2 separate regions of the Capra hircus genome follow, and region 2 is linked to region 1. Evidence: chromatin contacts called from public Hi-C data. All regions are on one chromosome and are shown on one strand. Each heading gives the region's core, a stretch centred on a gene start, on an enhancer-like site or on the middle of the called end of the contact. The rest is flanking DNA. Distances are from core to core; before and after follow the strand shown.

The links. A called contact is a pair of places that touch in the nucleus more often than the background predicts.
Region 2: a Hi-C map of blood shows a contact between it and region 1, with 4 times the contacts expected there. The contact joins two enhancer-like sites. A contact is called at or near these places in 3 of 5 Hi-C or Micro-C datasets (blood and liver).

What each region holds. Positions count from the first base shown.
Region 1 is chr19:37,994,017-37,997,944 of ARS1.2, forward strand. No RefSeq gene overlaps it. Among named protein-coding and RNA genes, the nearest start is that of SNX11, 16 kb to the right of the region's middle. Within about 2 kb of position 1,490, at least 1 of the 5 cell types and tissues checked has an H3K27ac peak or open chromatin away from gene starts, as enhancers often do.
Region 2 is chr19:38,082,111-38,086,544 of ARS1.2, forward strand. It overlaps COPZ2 (coatomer subunit zeta-2), which reads left to right. Exons shown (of 9, transcript XM_018064949.1): 9 at 665-900. The coding sequence ends at 808. Among named protein-coding and RNA genes, the nearest start is that of COPZ2, 12 kb to the left of the region's middle. Within about 2 kb of position 1,286, at least 4 of the 5 cell types and tissues checked have an H3K27ac peak or open chromatin away from gene starts, as enhancers often do.

The DNA of each region.
Region 1 (3,928 bases), core at 240-2,739:
GAGTTCCTTTTGGGGCCTCAGTTACTAGCCCCAGCATCCTGCAGGCTGAGGAAGTGCTGTGGGGAAGGCTTGTGTCTACACAGCCCTGTTTCCTGGGGCTAGCACTCAGGGTGTCTGCCTTGAAGAGGCAGCAAAACATAATGGCTAAGAACATAACTTTGAGGCCTTCCCAGATGGTCTAGTGAATGGGCATCCACTTAGTGCTGGGGACACCAGTTCAATCCCTGGTCCCAGAAGATTCCACTTGCCTCAGAGCAACTAAGCCTGTACACTGCAACTACCGAGCCTGCACTCTTTTTAAAAAATTTTTGTTTAAAAAAAAGAACATAATTTTGATGGAATTCCCTAGCAGTCCAGTGGATAGGACTCGGCACTTTCACTGCCAGCCCAGGTTCAATCCCTGGTTTCCCAATCTTGGGAACTAGGATCCCACAAGCCAGGTGGTGTGGCCAAAAAAAAAAAAAAACCTCTGGGATCAGCCTGGAAACAAATTCCTCACCTTAGAAGGGGTATACTCCATCTCTCTGGGTCATTGAAGAGATTAAAGGAGTTAATAAGTGTAACATACCTGGAACACCATCTGGCACATAGTAACTGCTCAATAAGTTTTAGTTATTATTAATGCCTGACCCTCTACACAAGAAATATTGAGAGATGAGCAACTGAGCAGCTAAGGAAATTTCATCTTCAAAGCTTCTCCTATTCAGAGCTGTCCTGGATTGGCAGCATCCTTCGTCCCCGCCATCTCATAGCCCTGCAGTAAGACACTACTTCATGTCACCGAAGAGAGAAACTGGGAACAAACAGGGATGTTGTTAGTGGATTCCAGGTTTCTGAAAAGGTCCTATGCCAGTTATTCATTTCCAGATTTCTCTGACCCAGGAGTAAAACAAAAGGAAGCTTTGTGTATATGTGATGGATAAAGACATAAAAAGAGAGGACAATTTAGGCCTGGGAGGGGAAAAAATAGAGACAGAGAGAAAAGGCGCTACAGAACTGTCCATGACAGCCCCTCAACTTTACACAGGGTGCCAAAGGAGAAGCAACCGCTAGGTGGCAGCAGACGCGCAGATGAACCAAAGGGAACCAATTGCCTTCTGTTTTAGGAACATTTGCACCAATCCCAACCTACAGGTAAAGACAATAGGCATCGTTCTGAAGTGGTTAACAGAAGGAGCAAACAGAAACCACTCTACCCAATTGCTTCATCTGTGGAGAATCCTCAGAGTCCCAAGTCCGGAAGGCTGGGTGGCTAAAAGAAGAGAATACCATTGTACCACCACTGTTCCATGAGGAAAGACAGAAAAGGAGAAACCGGAAGAGGAAGAGGAGGTATCTGGGGCAGGGTCAGAAGAGGTATAAAGAGGAGCAAGGTCAGGTGCTTCTCCAGTCTGCACAGGTGGACACTCAGTGGCATGACCTTTAAAACAAAGCCCCCTTACTGCAATAGTCCTTTTGGTACCTGCAGACCTGAGGAAATCATCTGCCAAACTACAAGGGTCTTTTGGCACCTCCATCTACCTCCCCACACTCACCTCCTCGCTGCAAAAGAGGAAAAAGAAAGTAGTCTGGCCCTAAAAGAAACAAATGGACTAACTGGGAATCTGGTCCATAGCCAGCTGGCCATTTCTGGCCTTGTTACATGCTGGAAAAGATACAGCAAGTTCAAGACCATCTACAAAGGGCATTCTCTGTGAAGGAGAAAGCAGTGGATTCCCACAGTCTGCCTGAAGCTAAACCTCACCTAGCAGATCTGCTCAATTCCACAGTCACCATCTTAGCCAACAGTCTCAGAAAGCAACTGGTTAATCAGATTACTGCTTCTCTGTTTGACTCCACTAACCAAATCCCCACCTTACTGCCTGTGACTAACTAGATAACTGGGGCATTAGAGCACTTAACTAACCACATTATATGTAGGATGGCTTTTGAACAGCCACTAACTGCACTAGCACATGAAACCGGAGAGGGGAGAGGGCACAAGGTGGGACACCTTTTTCCTTCCTTGATTTTATGTTAAGAAAATAAGAAAGCTAAAATCCTGTATTTAAGAAGCAAATGTACAGATATCCATTACAGATAAATATCTGTATAAATATCTTTACAGATAAATAATAATTAACACAGAACTTACCAACATCCACTGCATAATCTGACCTGAGATTGGTACAGTTCCGCCTGTATCATCCAAGTTGATATCTGAGCATACTAAATGCTCTGAAAGCAATCTTGCAGCTACACTTCATTAAAAATACATTTTTCAGTGTGCTTCTTCTGTCATCCATATAGCAAAACAGCGTAGACACTGTTTTACAATTACCTCAATATTAAATTTTTCGACATGATGGTCTGTCTCTTAGAAATTTGTATTTAATTCAAAACCAACTACATCTTTTCCCTCTGGTGAATAAAAATGGAAGACAGAACTCCTATTCAGTCTCATTCCCTAAACCCAGACATTTTTATTCCATTTAAAGTGGGACCAAATCAATGTCATCCCTCCTGTCAGGAACAGATACCTTGGTAGCTCAGCTGGTAAAGAATCCGCCTGCAATGCAGAAGACCCCGGTTTGACTCCTGGGTGGGGAAGATCCCCTGGAGAAGGGATAGGCTACCCACTCCAGTATTCTTTGGCTTCCCTGGTGGCTCAGCTGGTGAAGAATCACCTGCAATGCGGGAGACCTGGGTTCGACCCCTGAGTCGGGAAGATCCCATGGAGAAGGGAAAGGCCACCCACTTCAGTATTCTGGCCTGGAGAATTCCATGGACTGTCACAAGGAGTGGACACGACTGAGCCACTTTCACTTTATGTAAGGAATAGCCTAGATTTGAAGTGTTAACTTTTTTAAAAGCTCATTTAACTTTTTTTACTTGCTCATTTGCACCACCTTAAATGTAGTTAGTCTTTTCAAATGGCAAAACTGAAGATGTGAAAGACGAAAATCACACAAAATCCGCTATTAAAGAGGAAATGACATAAGGAACTTTTGAAAATCGAGGTCTGCTGCACTGCTTATTGAATCACTCCAGTTCGGCTGCTGTGGCAAGACACCTCGGTGACACATTCCCAAAATCCACATTCCACACCAACCACATAATAATGTACTGGTGTCACAAAGCCTCTGCCTGCACTGGGGGAGGAGGTGGGACAGTCCTGCTTTTACACATCAGTCTGAGAATGAGGGAGTTGAAGAGAAGGAAGAAAAGAAAGAAAATAAACGAACGTATGTTCGTATGCTCTTTCTTTTTCCCCTTCTCATCTTGAGAACAAAACTCCTGGACACCAGGGACAGAGGCACTTTAATCTCTGGCCGAAAGGAAAACTGTCCCTGCTGTCTCCCCACCAAGAGCGACTCTGGGAAGATAAATCTTGAGTGGCACTGACTTGCTAATTCCCAGAGCGCCAGCAGACTCTGTAGAGCTGACTTGAGAAAAAGCAGCTGTCTACATAGAGGATTATCCCTGTTACACAGCCCAGTGACTCAAACTAATTTTCTCATTTGTGGATTACCCTAGTCCCTTGCTTCCCCTCTCTTCTGCCCAGCTATTTCATTTCCCATTAGAATTTACAGAGATTGGGCAGGAAGCTTGAAACTTAAAACTAAAAAGAGACTTTTCTTCTTCAAGGGATTTGAATTAATTCATCCTGTTTTCCTATCAAAAAATTAACTGCTCAGAAAACATGTTTTTGGTTTGGGTTTTTTTTTTTTTTTAAGTTAGTATGAACTGACTACCCTTTTGCTACTCTTGGGATTCAATTAATGATGTATTTTAAGATGCGGCCTATTTTGTACCAAAATCCTTTCTAAATATAATGCTCCCACCCCTAAAAAACTACAGTATTTGAGGAAACTAAAGTACAATTAATAGACTATGTAACATTTTCTGGAAATGAAAGGTGGCATTACTAATAAGGATGCCAGAATTG
Region 2 (4,434 bases), core at 36-2,535, 88 kb after region 1:
CTTCCACACCCCACCCTACCCAGGTTCTTCAGTCTGCCAAGGAACAAATTAAATGGTCGTTACTGAAATGAAGGCTGTGCATTCAAGGCTCCTGCCCCCAGACCATTCCCCCAATCCTAGCAAAAGCACAGAGACCCCAGGGAACATTAGAACCCATGCCCTCCCAGAACTGACTCCCGAGGTCTCCAGCCAGGGACTTGAAATGCAGAGATTTGGCTTCAATACTGAGTCACCCCTTCTCCCTGCCCTGGCCTGCCCTTTGGGCATTGAGAACCAGCTGAGTTGTCTTAACTCACACCTTAGGCATCCCTGGCCCCAGAGCCCAAATAAACCTGCTTTTGTCTCCTGCCAATGGTCTCTTTCTCTTTTGGCCTGGGAAGTGTGTGTGTGTTCTGATAAGGGCTTCTGCACACTGAGGCATCTTCCGGATGCCCAGTACTAGGTGTATCTTTGTGGTTGTGTGACTGGGGAGGAAGTGGGTAAAGGGAAAGGAGCCGATTTAACTTAAGTGAGGCAGTGTATGATTGTGGAGGGCTAGATATGATTGTGACAGGGTGAAAGAGTCACGATGGGAGAAACAGTGCATTTGGGAAGAAAAGAGCAAAAGATACTACACACGTGGTGGCCGCACTGGTATTCTTCAGCTCACTTTTTCCATTCTCAGTCTCCAGAAGGGAAGGGCGTAAAGGTTTCCTCTGGACAAACTGAGGAACAGCACGCCTGTTTTTCTTGGCTTGCTCGGGAAGTTGCCGCGGAAATCCAATGCTGGCATATATCCTGGGTACTAGAGCGCTGCAAGCCTGGCTAGGCCCAGATACTAGGGGTGAGAAGACACCGGCCCAGCTCCCACCTTGCATTTGTGTCCAGAGCACCTAGCGCGCCCGAGGGTGAGAACTGCAGGTAAGGAGAGGGATCCTATAGGCAGATGGGAAAGATGGAGTGACTTTCGGGGGTCACGACTCCTCTTCTCTCTCCCTGTTCCAGAACCTCCCCTTTTTCCCTTTTCTGCGTGGCGTACTGAAGTCCCTGAGAGTGTCGATAACTTTCGGCCCGGGATCGCTGGTTTCCCCAGATCCAGAGCCAACTGCAGATGCAAGTTCACGCCCCGCCTTGGCTCCGCCCCTAGGCGCCCACCGCCGCGGGGAGCCGGGTCCAGCGACTTTATCCACGATCCTATAGCGCCACCTGGAGGGAAAGGCGGGGAACGCGCTCCCTCCGAGTCCCGCGCCCCCTGCTAACTCCGCCCCCAGGGTGGGACAGACCCCTGCTCCCGCTAGTTAATCGCTGGCCTCCAAATTTAGCGGCAGGGCGTTGCCCTAGCAACCAGCGGGCGGGACCGGCCTTGCGAGCTCCGCTGCAGGCACTGCTCATGAATTTCTGCCTGCCGCTGCTGAAAGTGACAGACCCTGGGTGTTAGTAGAAGCGGTCCCTGTGTGTCAGCAAGTCCTACATTATAAAAAAACTCTCTACAATGGATATTTATAAATGGGCCTGCCTACTTTTGTAATTAGAGAAAATAATAGTTATATAAACAGATTATAAACACTTTGTACACAACCATTCCAATAAATAATGCAACCCTGAAAAAAAAAAAAAAAGACTGCAGTTAAGTGCTGTAGAGTTCAGGGGCCAGTGTGGCGACGGGAAATGAGAGATTTTCCAGAAATACTTTGGCTAATGTTCGGCTTCATCCGGTGTCCGCTCCATCCACCGCCTCTAAATGACCGCAGGAACCGGAGGGGCAAATTCGCTTCCTAGTAACCCTTCGCGCCCAGCTGGGTCCTGCAATTTCAATTGTGCAGAGACTGGAATGGGAAGGCCCGGCACTTCAAACTGACTCACCGAATACTGTGGACTATGCGGTGCTTGCCCATTTTACGGAGAGGCACACCGAGGCTCTGAAAGGTTAGAGTATTTACGACAGTTTCCGCAGAGCCAGGACAGCTGGAAAGAGGCAGCTTTGTCACGCTCCCAATCCTAGGGTCGTCCGACCCGCTAGCCCACACAGGGACTACACTGGATTAAGAGGAATGAGTAGAGGGGCCCTGGTAATGCGGAGAGGCAACCAGAGAGGTGCCCTTGCCCTTTATGGCCAAAGGACTCTGGGGAGAGGGGCTGCAGCGAAGCAGCCGACCCACGCCCGCGGCGGGGAGGGGGCAGCTCAGAAGGTTGCGCGGAACCTCGGTGGCGGGGGCAGGGATCCGGGAGGTCTGGGGAGCGCCGGCAGAGTGGGGGTCCAGGACTCCAAGTTTGCAGGCCTGGCTCTCCCGGGGCTGAGGCGGACAGGCCTACTGCACCCCAGCCCCTTCTTGGCGCCCGCAGCCCCGCGGAGCCGCCAGAACCGCGGGCTTGGTTGTCTGGCTTGAGTTCTGCCCGCTGGCCCTGCCTCCCCCGCTCCCCCGTGTGTGCACGGCCTGGGGCGCGCAGCACGCGAGGGTGGGGGCGCCGTCTGCTCTCAATTCCTGGGCTCCTTTCTGCCCTCGTGGGCTACCCCGCGGGTCTCGAGTATCTGTGGGTAAGGGGCTTCAGGGCGCCCCCTTTCCTCCTGTGAATTGGCACCGGGGACGTCAGTAACCCAGCCGGAGGGCGCACACTGAAACACTGGCCCGGGGCTCAGATGTAGGGGGGACGTAATCCACACCTAGACCGAGCTAGGAACACAGAGGTAGCACCTCCAGGCCCTTGGACCCTGCTTTAAACGACACTGAGCCGGCGGTACCCTCTCTGGCTCCGCTCGCCCTTTGCTTTCCGGTCATTGGCTGGCAGAAAGGCTGAGCTGGTCGGATTGGCCCGTATCCAGACAGTGATGGATGGCTCCCCGCTGACTGGACCTCTGCAGGGAGGGTGTCTGCTTCGTGGCTCAGTATGGCAAAGGCGGGACCAGACAGGCCTGGGAGTGGGTTGGTGGATGAGCTGGAGATCGGGTTAAGGATCAAACTTTCGGTGCTCTTAATCTCCCTTTAAACTGCAGAGGGGGAAAAAAAAAATCTTACCCCTGATTTCTCGTAGATACTCTCTAATTCCGGAACCTGGTGTAGGCAAAATTGAATCATTTACCCAAAGTATTTTGGGCACAACCCTACGGACCTCACTTTCACTCCAAACTGGGCCTCCTTCATTTAACGATATTCGCGCATTCCTTTCGTTCACTCAAATATTTGAGTGTTTGCCAGGAGCCAGGCAGTAGGGAAAGAAGGGGAGGGAGACTGATAAGCAGGTGATTGGGCCCAGAGGTGGCAGTGGGGTGGGTGGAGGATTGAAAGGAGAAAAGGGATGACAGATATTTCAAGGTAGAAATACCTTTTGCAATCAAATTGTGTTCTTTATTTTGACCTGAATGGTGTTAAAAATTCAGTTTGTGCTTAAGACTTGTTCTTTCCTATAGGTACGTCATACTTCATGACAAAAGAAAAATAAATCAAATGGCTGCCAGATTGTACTCTGTCATCAACATGTGTATGGTCCTCATCTGCTTCCTAATCTCTTCCTCATCTCTATCAACTAAAACTGGAAAACATCTTCGATGAGGATCCACAGAAATGAGAGTTATTGTGAAACGTGTGCACCTTATATTGTACATACAGAGCAGTGGGCTATCCCTCAGAACAGGTTCTTCAGTAAGAAAAGCAGTATTGACACAAATAATAATAATAAAAGTAAAATAATGTTTCTTTTGAAATAAGTCATTTCAATAGACATTTACTAATTGGCTGTTCCAGTTCATCTTGAAAACAATTAGAAATGTTGACACAAGAGACTATGTTCTGTAGTATTTGGTAGAAAGAAGCTGGCGAAAGAGACACCGTAAAGGGAGAAATAGTGTAAGCAAAGCAAAGCGGAAGAGAATCTGTCTAGGGAACTGCAGGTAGGCACATGTAGCTGGAATGGAGGCTGTGAGTCTCTGTGGGGAGGCCTGGATATGTCAAGACTTGAAACTCCCCACTAAACAGGTTGTGACGGGATCAAGGGCAGCGTTGAATGGCATGCTAACTAATTATTGCCATTTACTGAGTTGACTAATCTGTGCTCCTTAGAAATCCTACTGTCTTCAAAACAGGCTTACCAAGTAGATGCTGTTAGATTTATTTTTACAACTGAGAGCCCAGGAATTGGGATAGTTTGCCTCAGGGCACAGGTGAGATTTAAACCCAGGCTGGTCTGACTCCATTGTCCACTGCTCTTGGACTACAGAGTCTGGTTTGTATTCTGAAGGTGATGGGGATCCGTTAAAGACTTTGAAGCAGTTAAGTGATACCAGCTCAGTATTTTGAGCAAAGAACTCTGCCAGCAATATGGAATGCTTATCGAAAAGGGAAATAAGAATTTAGAGTCAGCATAATACCCACAGAAGGCAGTCATTTCATTACAGTCCCTTTCCATTCTTTATCTAAACAGTGCCATCCAGCTTGATGACACATCTTGTCACCAAACAGC